3 separate regions of the Mus musculus genome follow, and regions 1 and 2 are each linked to region 3. Evidence: chromatin contacts called from public Hi-C and HiChIP or PLAC-seq data. All regions are on one chromosome and are shown on one strand. Each heading gives the region's core, a stretch centred on a gene start, on an enhancer-like site or on the middle of the called end of the contact. The rest is flanking DNA. Distances are from core to core; before and after follow the strand shown. Region 1 has its middle 24 kb from the start of Gm19585. Region 2 has its middle 37 kb from the start of Gm31143. Region 3 holds the start of Satb1 (special AT-rich sequence binding protein 1).

Evidence for each region. Hi-C and Micro-C count contacts between places; a contact is called where the count stands out from the background. HiChIP or PLAC-seq counts read pairs in DNA pulled down with a chosen protein or histone mark.
Region 1: a contact with region 3 is called in an H3K27ac HiChIP or PLAC-seq map of CD8 T cells, with 27 times the contacts expected there. The contact joins the enhancer-like site here to the promoter of Satb1 in region 3. A contact is called at or near these places in 1 of 15 datasets of contacts at CTCF or cohesin (CD8 T cells), 1 of 484 Hi-C or Micro-C datasets (nephron progenitors), 4 of 115 datasets of contacts at active chromatin or transcription factors (CD8 T cells, the SCID.adh cell line, stem cell-derived neural progenitor cells and 1 more) and 1 of 9 other capture datasets (adipose tissue).
Region 2: a Hi-C map of the N1E-115 cell line shows a contact between it and region 3, with 6 times the contacts expected there. The contact joins the enhancer-like site here to the promoter of Satb1 in region 3. A contact is called at or near these places in 1 of 484 Hi-C or Micro-C datasets (the N1E-115 cell line), 2 of 115 datasets of contacts at active chromatin or transcription factors (bone marrow-derived macrophages and embryonic stem cells) and 1 of 9 other capture datasets (adipose tissue).

Annotation. Positions count from the first base shown.
Region 1 is chr17:52,122,998-52,127,512 of GRCm38.p6, forward strand. No RefSeq gene overlaps it. Among named protein-coding and RNA genes, the nearest start is that of Gm19585, 24 kb to the right of the region's middle. Within about 2 kb of position 2,549, at least 8 of the 459 cell types and tissues checked have an H3K27ac peak or open chromatin away from gene starts, as enhancers often do. A contact at or near this core is called in CD8 T cells, where this site is marked.
Region 2 is chr17:51,495,283-51,499,778 of GRCm38.p6, forward strand. It overlaps the pseudogene Gm46574. Among named protein-coding and RNA genes, the nearest start is that of Gm31143, 37 kb to the right of the region's middle. Within about 2 kb of position 3,154, at least 1 of the 459 cell types and tissues checked has an H3K27ac peak or open chromatin away from gene starts, as enhancers often do. A contact at or near this core is called in the N1E-115 cell line, where this site is marked.
Region 3 is chr17:51,830,306-51,834,460 of GRCm38.p6, forward strand. It overlaps Satb1 (special AT-rich sequence binding protein 1), which reads right to left and starts at 2,342. Exons shown (of 11, transcript NM_009122.2): 1 at 2,165-2,342.

The sequences.
Region 1 (4,515 bases), core at 1,299-3,798, 290 kb after region 3:
GGGAACAACATACCCATGGGAGGAGTTACAAAGATGAAGTGTGTAACAGAGGGAAGGAAAGGTCATCCAGAGACTGCCTTGCCTGGTGATCCATCCCATGTACAGTCACCAAACCAACACTATTGTGGATGTCAACAAGTGCTTGCAGACACAAGCCTGATACAACTGTCTCCTCAGAGGTTCTGCTAGTGCCTGACAAATACACAGGTGGATCCTCTCAGCCAACCGTTGGACTGAGCACAGGGTTCCCAATGGAGGGGCTAGAGAAAGGATCCAAGAAAATGAAGGGGTCTGCAGCTCCACAGGAGGAACAACAATATGAACCAACCAGTACTCCCAGAGCTCCCAGGGATTAAACCACCAACCAAAGAGTACACATGGAGGTATCCATGGCTCTAGTGTCATATGTAGCAGAGGATGGCCTTGCTAGTCATCAATGGGAAGAGAAGCACTTGGTCCTGTGAAGGCTGTATGCCCTAGTGTAGGGAAATGTCATGGCCAGGAAGTGGGAGTAGGTGGGTTGATAAGCATGGGGTGGGGGGTGGGGGTAAGGAGATAATTATCTAATAACATTAAACCCTATAGCTAATCATGACTTAAGTCAGAAATTCTAGAAATCACATACATTCATATGCGTGAGTATTCGATTGCTTGTCCTGTCTTGTCTGTGTGGGACCATTGCATAGTAGATGATAGCAGTGCTCACATGGGAACACTGTGTGGTGGATCATAGTAGTGCACACACGAGAGCACTGCCTAATGGATGTTTGTAGTGTACACATTACATTTTTGAAGACTGAGCAAGAGGCTGCAAGCTTAACCTCTGGGTGACAGAGGCAGCAGAGTTTCAGGCAGTTTGTATTTGGGAAACAGCTTATATGAGCATGGTGCCTAAGAAGCATTTCATGGAAGGCCTCTGCTGACATACGGCTGGGACTAAGGGAACCTGGAAAGAGGTAGTAACAACCAAGGGACACGCAGCAGGATTGTGTCATCCTTGGAGCTCAAGAGATAAACAACATTAGTGGAACACCATAAGATGACCCATAGCTAAGAGCTCTGCTCCAGAAACTATGACCTTAAAAATGTAATGCAAAAAATGTGTGCTGTGCTGCAAGTCAAAGGATCACAGCTTCCTCTTTTGGCCTCAGTCCTTCAGCAGGGCCACTTCTTAGTAAAATTAATTTGTAATAAAAGGACAAAGTACTCAACTGGGTAGAAATTAGCCTCCTGGAACAGAAGAGAGGACAAGGGACTGGAGAGTGTACTGAAAGGGCACAGAATGTGAGTTCTGATCAACTTTGAAGTGTTGAGTCTTAGAGCAGGTAGAACATCTTGCCAAATACTAATCTTTTATAGCTGCATGTGTTGGCAAAGTACATGCCCCAAACATTTCCAGATTCACCAGTACTCCATTTTATATAGATCAAATCTCAATTTTTCTTTTGAGACAAGGTTTCACATAATGCAGGGTAGCCTTGAACTTACTGTACTGTTAAAACTAACCCTGAATTTCTGATCTTCCTGTCTCTACCTCTCAAGGGCTGGGGTTATACGTGTGCACTACCATGTGTGGTTTCAGATATGATAATTTTGTTGTAAAGGGTACAATACTGTTGAGAGTCAGTTTTGCTATATGTCTTAAAAGCACAAACATAGTGAAGTAAATTAATAGTTAAAATTGTTATAAGGCTGAGTAGTTTTAATATCTTCCATATTGTACCTAAAAGACTATAACTGACTTGTAAAGCATAAGAATTACAGTTATTTGTAACAAATTGCTATTGCAAGACTAAAATGTAACAAACAGGGCATTGAGCAATAGCTTAGTTGTTTAGAGCACTTGCTGTTCTTTAAGAAGACTTTAAGAAGCACTGGTATGGTGGCTCAAAGCTATCAGAAGGGCTTTGGAATTCAATTTATGCTCAGCATGCTCAAGGATTGAGTCAAAACTCAATTATCCATTGGGTCAATCACTGACTCATAGGAGTTGGGAGAACAGAATCCTAGGTTCTTTTCCCTGGGTGAGGTAACTTTGAGGTTATAGCCCACACAGGTTCTCAGCATCCTCCAGTAGAATCAAGCTCCTACCCACCCTGAGAAGTCTTATCCCATAACTTTCTACTGACTATCTGTCTTTTATCTCTTTATTCCCTTCCTCTTCTAGAACTTTCTAGAATCACCTCACTCTGAAGTACATGGACCCGTCTTTCGAATCCTGCTTCTGGGAAAAATGTAAATGAAGACAAAGATGCAGATGAGTTCTAGCCCATGTGTGTTTCCACGCATAGATACGAAACCCCAGCCTCAGCCTTTGCCTTTGAGTGACTTGTGGCTCTTTTATGTATTTCTAATGGCTGTTTACTGTCAGGGGCTGGAGGAGGGACACAAAGCATTTCCAGCATCCCTTATATACCTTGTGGTTGGTTCACAGCCCTCGGCAGCACGCATCCCTAGTCCCAAGATCTCCTGCTGACTTTGAGCTGCCGCTTGTGTAGGAGGGTGGTGAGTAGAGACTGCAGCTTCAAAGCTTCAGAGGTGCAATCATAGGGGAAATTCTGTGGTACGCCTTTTCACCCAGCTGACAGGAATCTAGATTCTCTGACATCTTCTTTGACATTTGTTTGCTTTCTCATGTTTGTAGCTCCAACATATCTTTTTTTTCACAGATTTGATTTTGTCTGTGAAATTTTTCCTGAAAACACTTTCATAGCTTGAGGATCCTCAACACCAGCACCCGGAATTGACTTTCATTCATAGAATTTGTCAGTCGCAGGAATCCTATTTTTTCTTTAATTTTATCTAAGAAAACAAGGTATGTGAGGTGGGAGATTTTCACCTGCTTTATTCCTGCCTATATTCATGGGAGGAATTCAGTTGATATTCATTGAAAAAACAAATCATTTAGATACCGAAGGCAGCATACATGTCTGTAAATGGCTAAGTCCACACATGGGGACCCTGAAAAGCTGCTGAGTCAGTTGTCTTTGTGGTGTATTTGCCTGAGTCATATTCTAGAGCACCAGGCTGTGCTAGGAGACAATGATCATTCTAGAAATAGAAAATCATTTGGACATCCTAATCTGACTATTGAATACGCAGAGCATGGTTTCTGCAGCCTATTAAATTGCTGATGATCTATAAAGACTATAGACTGACTTGGAATTTAGTGTGTTTTAGGACCCCAGAAATTTCAAAGTGCTCCAAACAAGTAAACACGGAATATCAAGTTGTATTTAGCCACTATATATCCTACATATTCTGCTTTGTTTCGTGGATTTGTTGGGTCTCATGGATAAGAGTCCTCCTGTTTATTTTTTTTTGCAGCTCAAGATTTTTCCTCTTGTATGTTGATAAATACCTTGTGGTTCCCTACAATATAACACCCGGTCTCTTAGTATTTTTGTTGCTATGATAAAATACTCTGAGCAAAAGCACCTGATGGAAGGAAAGGATTTGTTTGGCTTAAACTTCTGGGTCATAGTCCATCCCTGAGGGAATTCAAGACAGAAACTCATGCAGAGTTTGAAGTAGAAACCATAGAAGAATGGTGCTTACTGGCCTATTAACTTATGCTTAGGTAGCTTTTTTTTGTACAGCCCAAGGACACGTGCACTAGAAACAGAGCAGCCCACATCAGGATGGGTCCTCCTACATCAATTAATAACAAAGACAATCTCTCACAGACATGTGAATAGGCCAATCACATCTGAGCAATGCCCCAGCTGTGTCTCCATTCTTGTGACTCAAGGTTGTGTCATGTTGGGAGTTAAAGATTTTGGGATACTCACAATTGGACAGAAATAGACCACAGAAATCCACAGTGGAATTAAGTCTCTCCAAACCTTTATGCTGAATATTAAAAACTCAGGATGGAGAGATGGTTTTGCCATTAAAGACTAGGCTCACAATCCAAAATTCAGATAGTATCTTTATATTCTATGATAGTCTGAACATAGGAAAATATAGGTTGGTAAATTTCTGGGAGCTTACAAGAGCAGAATGGGAAGGAAAAAATCGACAAGAATAGCTCACAGGGGGCCCTAGGTTCAGCAAACTATTTTACACACTCCATCTTGATGTGGCCACATGGCAGTGATGCTTACTCCATTGAATTTACTTATAAAAGTAGAATTTTATTCTATGTAAATTATACCACAATGGAAAACAAACTGCCACCGAAGTAACTTTATGAGCATATTATAAACTACAAGTTGGTTTCTCTAATTATGGGACTATTCAGTTCTAATAAATGTTTTACATCACCTTTGTGACACTGGGAATCAACTCTGGCCTCTGGACATGCTACTGGTCTTAGCTAGGGTTTCCATTGCTATGAAGAGAGACACCACAACCAAGGCAACTCTTATAAAGGCAAACATTTACTTGGGGCTGGCTTATACTTTCAGAGGTTCTGTCCATTATCATCATGGTAGGAAGCATGGCAGTATGCAGGTAAACATGGTGCTGGAGAAGCTGAGAGTTCTACATCTAGATCCAAAAGCAGCCAGGAGA
Region 2 (4,496 bases), core at 1,904-4,403, 330 kb before region 3:
AAACTCTGCCCTAGGTAAAGCCAGTGCCCGGCAGGAGAGGGACTAATTAGGAGAACAGAGAGACAACGGCTCAGCTCTCACATATGGAGTTGATCTTACTTTAAATAGGTTAAAGATTCATTACAAATTATGATTTTTCTCCCTAGGTGCCCTTTTGATAACAATAGATGCTCCCCCCCCCCCTTTTTTTTTGTTTGGATACAATCAGAACAGCAAGAATTGCTCAAATAATCTCTTTCCCTAACCCTAGAAATTCACTTTCTACTGTGGCACTGCTCAGGTGGCCCTTTCTGGATTTTGTTTGTTTGTTTTTGAGGTTGGAAATGTTAGGAAATATAATGAAGCAGTGGGAGGGTAAGGGGTACCTGGTAGATCCATGCTAAGGTGTCCCCTTAAGAAATAATACCATTCAGCAGGCCTGGTATAAGGGAGGTTTATTTGGAGGAGGGGAGAGAGTGAGGGGACCTGGAGAAGGGTTAGAGGCAGACAGACTGGAGCAGAACCATGAGGACAGAGAAGGACAGACAGAGAGAACAAGAACAAGATAGGCCTGCTGGGAAACACAGGGGAACAGAGAGAGAGAGTGGGGGGGGGGGGAGACAGAGACAGAGAGACAGACAGAGACAGCGAGACAGGGAGAGTTGAGGGTAGCAAGCATTCCTTTTTATATTCTGCCACATCTGGCTCAGCTGCTGTTAGGGCCTTGGGGATCACCCACCCCTAAGACAGCAGGAAGCAGATCTCCTAAAGTAACCTGTGAGGGAGTCTCTGCCCAAGGTACAGGAGGGAGGGCTGTAAAGAGGGGCAGGCACATCTATCTACAAAAGGGTCAGCAGTTCTTCTGCCCTCAGTGTCCCGTGACCTTGGCTCTTGGTGGATTAGGTCTGCTTCTCTTCCTTAATTCACCTGCCTTGGCTTTGAAGATCTTACCTTTACCTTTTGTAGACTTAACTAAAGTGTTTCATCAATGGAGGACATATGTCTTTCAAGCTGGGTTATTGTAATATTGAGGTGTAGGGAATAAGGACAACTATTGTGATTGTAAACGTCATAATCGTGTTAGAGTCACATTTGCCTTTGTTTTAGCCACTAGAAAGGATAAATGAAAACTTACACCATAGAAAAAAGATAGCTATTTTAATGGATAAAAACAATAATATAATTTAGGTCTCTATAATTCAGATGGGATTAATGAAAGAGCTGGTTTTAAAGACCAGATGGGTTTTTCTACTTATTAAACATATATTCACTGCAGTATGTCCTTAGATATTTCTTATAGTATCCTCTCCCCAGTCAGATACAGGAATAGATAGACTCTAGGGATATATTTCTAGGAGATCCTTCCAAATCCCCTTTATGTCCTAGGAACTAGAAATCTTATACCAGGGCAAGCCCGGACCATGTATGAAGGGAACAGTCTAGAATGTATATTTCAGTACCACACAGTCGAACTTCCTGCCTGCCTAATGCAAATGCATCCAGGGCAGCATCGAGATAAAAGTGCCTGCCACACGTTTGTGTCTTCACCTTTCAATTGGAATAAAATGATATGTATTTTACCTCGAATTGTTCGGTTAGAATTGTCAAACTCTAACCCCGGTTTCTTTGTGTTGAAGATAAATCTTCAGGATAGCATGGCCTCAGTGCTTTATCACCTGAAAAAGTCAGAGTGGGGTGGAGAATCCAAGTGGAAAAACAAGACAAACTTTGACTGTCATTGTCTGTGTGAATGACCAAGTTAAAAAAAAAAAAAAAACTTTTTGTATTAAGAAGAGAATGTTGCAAATAAGCTTTTTAATGGAATTCCAGTGCACATAGAACAGCTCAGAGTTGTGTCTGCTTGCATTTCTCTTCCCTGTCCATGTCTGGATGGTATGGAATCTGGCAAGGATAGACTGTATCATCAGTACCCAGCATGGCAACCTGCCTATCAAAGGTGCTGGGCCAGATCTATGAAAATGTATAGGACCTGAGGCCTTAGGAACACAGAGAGAAGCACCTAGGCCCAGTGTTAAAGCTGATGGTTTAAAATATCGACTCAAGTGAGATCGATACCATTCAAATGTGGGCTCATTGGCAATATTTTAAGGGGTCTGAGGACCGTTTGGGAGAATGTTTCTAAAAGGGTTCGGTGGGGTCTCACATAAATATAGCTTTGTAGTGACAGGGGACAAAGTGGGATCACCTGATAAACAGAGAGACAATATGAGGGGCTTTTACTATCTATTCACCTATTAGGAGTTATTGTGGCTTACCTGCCGACTGACAAATTTTTCCAAAGCTGTGGGTTATAAACTAAGAGCGCGGCACCATTTTTTCAAAAGCAGACTTCTGTGAGTCTCTGCAGCATTTCTCCATCAGAACTGGTTTGTCTTAAGTTTTAATGCCTTTAGATTTGTGGTCAAGATTTTTAAAAATCGAGGCATTTCACATATAAATCCATACTTCCAATTTCTCTTGGAGATCTGACAATACTGGGAGACCCCCTTCTGAGCCACTGGCTGTTGAGGTGTGGCCTCGAGCAGCAACAGCACTGCCACCTGGAAACCTATGAGCTCCTATAGGGCAGAGCCAAGAAATCTGTGCATTAACAAGCTCTCCAGGTAATTACACCTTCCCTCGGTCCTGGGGATTGAACCTACCACCACTTCTGTGTTAGATGTCTATTTTCAGCCATCTTATGTTATATGTGTGCATGTGTATACGTGTGTGCTATATGTACTTGTTAGTGTTGGTTTATAAATATGTGCACATGGAAGACTAAGTACTAAGTGTCTTTCCTCGGTCATTCTTTTGGAACTGGAGTTATAGGCAGTTGTGAGCCACCATGTGGGTGCTGGGAACCCAACCCAGGTCCTCTGTAAGAGTAGCAACTTAACCACTGAGCCATCTCTTCAGATATCTTTTCTTTTAAGATTTACTTATTTATTTTTTATGAGTATGTGTAAATGCCTATTGCTATCTCTGTATCTATATGCATGTACACATACATGCATGCAGATAGAGATAGAGGTAGAGGTAGAGGTAGAGGTAGAGGTAGAGGTAGATAGAATAATGTTTTTGCAGGTGCTGTTGGTGGCTAAGAGAAGGCATCAGATCCGCTGGAATTAGCAGCTGTAAGCTTATGGGTTCTGAGACCTGAATCCAGATCCCCTGGGAGAAAAGCAAGTTCTCTTAAGCACTAAGCAATCTCTCAAACCCCCTATCCACTTTTTTTTTTACGTTTTCATTTGAGACATTTAATGTAGTTGAACTCATTTTATAGCCCAGGTAAGGCTTTGAATATACGACCCTCTTGCCTTAGCCTCTTGAGTATCTGGGATTGCAGGCCTGTTCCAAGAGGCCTGGCTCTGCCTGGCGAGTCTCTGCCTTGTTTCATTTGAGAAGCAGCTGAGATTATAACCAGGCGGAGCTTGGTGGCATGCGTTGTATCCTTCCTAAGCTGGCCTGTGCATGTATCTAGTTCGTGAGCTTCTGGAGATTTGAATTCCCTCACCTCACCGCAGAAAGGATCACATAATTTCAAGGTACAAGATTTTTCCTGTCTCCAGTGCGGATCTGAGTTCTTAAAGATCTGAGGTCACTGGGAGAGCTTTAGGAACCCAGGATCATCCCCAGGCATATCAGATCTATTAGCTGCTGCCCATGTGGCAGTATGAGAAAACTCAATTAGTACAAACAGATAAGGGCATATTGAAGTCTTGGGAGAAAGAGAGGCCTGGTTTGAGTCCCTAATGCATACAAGTAAAATGGTTAGATAAAGCTTTATTTAATTACACTACAGGCGGGAAGAGAGTCACAAGGCATCTTGGAGCTTTTAAGTGTGTGTGTTTTAATCAATTTTTCAGAATGTCTGTATGGTTTCTGCCAGTTGCCTGGACAGTCATTAATTACTCAGCCTCACCCTAAAAATAAGCAAGTCTCCATCTCATTACGAGGGAACTTGCTACTAAGGCAGCCTCCATTTGTGGGCTAGGACTGTAAGTCTTCCCAGGTGTGAGCCCCACATAGCTGGTTAGCCTTCTTTTCAGTTTGCTTGCCCAGCTGCTACTCTTAGTAGGTGCGCTTGTCTATGACACATAGATCAGACTTAAATTTTACTTCCAGATTCTAGAGATAATGTTTAGCTTCCTAAAAGAATCATAAAGCGATATATATGAATTAGGGCTTATCAGACATTAATGTCTCTTGCCTTTCCTAGATCCAGGGCTGGTTAAGTGGGGTTCTATGGTCAATTTTAGACAATGGCTTGGATCTTAAATAGAAATCTGTGTGTCTTTAGGTCTGGGGCCATTAAGAGAAGACGAATCTCCATGCCTTTACTTTCTCTGCTTTGGTAACATTAGATAATATATTTGAAGTGATGGACTTGCAGACTAGAGGTCACTTGGTTCTTGTTATGATACCTGAGGTCAAGGACAGCCACCTAACACATGCCAGGCTCGGATGTGATTAAAATTTAAGCCTTTTGCAATCTTGACAAGCCAACTGTCATG
Region 3 (4,155 bases), core at 1,092-3,591:
GAGATGAAGACTAAACATACTTGGTATATTTATAAGATGAGGTCATTTAAAATGCATACAAACGGGATGACTATTTCGCTACTGTTGCATGTTATATAGTATGCACATTGCTTAAAATGTATTTATTTAACAATGCCCTTAACCAAGTTAATTAAAGTATTTCTGCGTGGTAACTGTGTTAGAGCTTGGGAGGTAGTGAATGATGCCGCCAGTTACTTCTGCTAAGTTAAGTTGAAATTAAGCACTTATTATAACCTTTCCTAACAATGTGAGAAAGACTGAGTAAATATATTAAATTTGTTTCACAACAGATGCTTGGGTTGTTAATATTTAAGATGCCTATTCATGCTATTCCTGTCTGCACATTTGTCAAAAATGTAAGCTTGAATGCTAATGTTTGCCAGCAGACTGGAGCAGGCAGTGTATGCGCTTACTACTGTTCTACAAAAATAATATGCCATAGAAATAAAGAACCGCTGCTAAGTCATAGCCCGAGTTCCACATGGGAGATTCATAAAGGGTTATAGAGCCAGCACCGCAACCCTTGCTTTCTTTGGATTTAAAGTATGGCATAACTTACTCATCTATCTATCTATCTATCTATCTATCTATCTATCTATCTATCTATCTATCTATCTATCTACCTACCTACCTACCTACCTACCTATCTGGAGAATCTGACTACAAAATAAAATTTCACTCTTTCAGAAAATCCACTCTGGACAAGGTGTAAAATTAAGTAAAGTTTTTGGAAGGCTGAGCTTCTGTCACCAGGCACAAACACTGTAAAAAATCCAGGTACTGCTTAAGGACAGAACCTGACTTCTGGCAGAAAGAGACCAGACTCTTGCTCATTCCCCTCTTCTGTCTTGGGAAAGTTGGGTTCTCTGGCCTCCAAGGATACAAACATGGAACCCCAGCCAATCAATCGGGAGCAGAAAAGGTTCTCTCCAGGGAATTGGGTGTCTTCCGGTCCCTATGGACAAGTGAAATCCACGTCTTAACCCTGGGAATCCTACATGCCTCAGAGAAAGTTCTCCCAGAAAGGGTGCAGAGGTCAAAGTTGTCAACCGGACATTTTAAGAGATGAGCCTGTGGTTGACATCTTGTTAAGTAAAACCTGGCCCTGGTGGAGGCCAGGGTCAAAACCTCTACCCTGAGCTCTAAGCTGCTGTCCTCTTGGTCTTCTGGGATCATCCCAGAAGGGACCTGTTTAGCGCCTTTTGCTGGGCCAAGCACACGCACGTGTCACCATCTGGACCTGCCGCTTGCCCCCTCAGTCCCTTGCATTCGAGCTGCCCAACCCCAGTTCGGCCACCCTGGGAGCTCTGCAATGGAGGAACACTGTAGAAGGCCGCCGCTCTCGGGTGTGTACTGTCGCAGGGAAATGAGGAGTTGCCCCCTGGGCTGCACCTGTGGGGCCACAGTCCCAGCTAAGACACCATGTACCTCCCTCGGCTTCCCGCCCAAGCCCAAACCCGAATCACCCTCCAGGACCGACCCGCGATCGCCGGCGTGGGCTGCACGAGCGCTGTTCTTCGGCTCTCAAACTCTGGGCTCCAACTTGAGCGCCCAGCGCCCGAGTGGCTCTCGGGATAGAGAAGTTGCCACAAACTTCCCAGGCCCCTCTCCACCTCCGCTCGCCACCAGCAAAGTAGGGCTGGCCGGGAAAGAACAGGGGGAGATGAGATGGGAGAGGATGCTAAGTGAACTCCAGATCTGGCGCGCGACCTTTCCAACTCCACCCCGCACCTCGCCTCCTTCCCCGCACCGGGGCTCACTGAGCGGCTCCCTTTTCCCCACTCGCCCGCCGAGGGCTTCCCCCCACGCCGCCTTCGTCCTCTAAAGCGGGCCATGCCCACGACCTGGACTAAAGTGTCTAACGAGGGACTCCTGCCGGGCAGGTGTGCGGGAGAGGCAAAGACGCCAAGTAAGTCCGCATCCCGGCCATGACCCTCACTTCACCAGCCCAGTCCTCCCGAATGTCTGAGCGCGCTCGAGAGAAGGGCCAGCAAGACCCCGGCACGCGAGGGGCGCAGAGTCGCCCCAGCCGGGGCCACTGAGAAGTTTGGATCGGTTCCGCATCCGCAGAAAACGGAGGCGAGCCGGGCAAGAGACCCAGAGCGGGAGCAGCACTGGCAGGGAGCAAAGAAGCGGGACTCACTCAGGCGTGGAACCGGGACAGCGCGGGCCAGCGGTGCGGGCCGAGGCCGGGTCGGCTCCCCGCGCGGGCGCGCCGGGCGGCGGACTTCCCGGGCGGCGGCTGCAGCTGCTGCCACCTCCCCGCCGCCGAGCTGGCGGCCGCCGCGGAAGTTAATGGCAACTTGACTTCAAGTTGTCTCCTCTCCCCATCCGAAGTGGGCGTTTAAAGGGGGCAGAGCGCGGCGAGCAGCGAGCGGGGAGCGCGCGGGGCCGAGGGGGAAGGGAAGGGGCGGGGGCGGGGCGGGGCGCGGGAGGGGGCGCGGGAGCCGCTCGGAGCCCGCAGTGTAGAGCGCGGCGCGGGCGATCGGGGCGCCCCCACGAGAGCCCCCCGACGCTGGCCGGGGGCCGTGCGTGCCTGGGGCGCCGCGCTCTCGCCTCTCGCCCGCGTGGGGGGCTTGCGGACCCCACAGCGGGAGCGACCGGGCCCGGCCTGCCTCCCCCGCGCCCGCGGCCGCTTCTCCCCCTGGCGGCAGGATCCTGGGCGGCCGGTGGCTCCGAGAGCGCGCAGTGGAGCCCGAGCTGAGCCGAGCCCGAGCCACCGCAGCCGCCACATCCCTGAGCGCCGCCCGGGTGCAGGGTCGCTGCGGGAGAGCGACCCCGCGGCCGCCAGGGTAAGTGTGGGCGAGCCCCGGAGCCCCACCGCCCCGGCCCTCACCTGCACCGCCCCCGCCGCGCACCCTCGCCGCCCGCCGCTTCCTCTTGTCGTTGTTTGCCTGGGCTTTGGGGGTGCAGAGCGCGGGGCATTGGTGTGTGTGTGTGCCAGCGGAGGAGGAAGTCAGGTGAGAGGCCTGAGCACAACCCCCGCGCCCCGCAAGCCAGCTTGTGTGGGGTGTGTCGCTCCCCAGTAGGGGCATGCGGGCCAAGTTTTCCCCTCTCTTCAATGTTTGATGGAGAAGATCTTTCCTAGAGGGGACCTCCTTCCCTTCAAACTGATGGGCTCTTCTTGCTATCCTCTTCTCTTGGGCACCCCTATTGAGGAACACATAGTGGATGGAGGAGGAGGGGGCCTCTTGCAGACCCCCTTCTCAACCCCAGCTATTTGCATCAGTATCATTTTCCTGTCGGCAGCTGTAGGTCGACGCACCCAACCAGAAGGAGATGCTTAAGCCACTGTCCAAGTCTCTTCTCCCACCCTGACCCACCCAAAAGCAGGGGCAAAGAGGTCAAGAAATGCGGATTTCGTAGGAGGGGAGGCTGGGCCCAGGGACCTTTTCAACTGGTGAAGCTCCAAAGAACTCTGAAAGGTCAAAGTAGCTGAAGGCTTGGACCCCCAAGCTAGGGAGAAATTGGACTCTATCAACTTTAACCCACTCCCCTGCTACTCCTTCCCCACACAACCCCCAGCTCTAAGGAAGCTATCAACTAACAGGTCTTTTGTTTCCTGTTGTGTCGCCTTTGGGAAATTTGCATTGAACGTGACGATAGAAAATTACTACTGTTTACTCGAAGTTAAGGGGGTTGCAGAACGAAAACAGTTTTTACTTTTCTCTTTGTGTGTTTGGCAAGGAGTGGAGCTGTTAGGTTCGTGGCAGGAATTGCAGAAGCTCAGTTGTAAAAATAAGGACTGTAGAACTGCCTGGGTCTGTTTTTAGCAGCTGCACTTTCTTGCGTTCTTTCACATAAGGCTTGCTCTCTCATTAAGTCCCCATAAATAATTGTATGTGGAGCGAAGGCAGTCAGGGTGGCAGGATTGAGATTGCTGGGAGTTCCATCCCTCCAGCGCAGAGCTGTTTGCAGGCAAGTTCCTGGAAAGTGACTGTGGGCTGAGAATTCAGTTTTTCCTAAAAGCTCTGTCAGGTCCTCTTCTGTCGGTTGCCTATGAATCAAGCCTGACACGGTGGGTGACTAGCGATTTGAGCCTTGGTAGCAAACACGTCGACGGTGCAGTGGGAGTTTTTGTTTGTGTTTTGTTTTTTGGTTTGGTTTGGTTTTTTTTTGTTTTTGTTTTTGTTT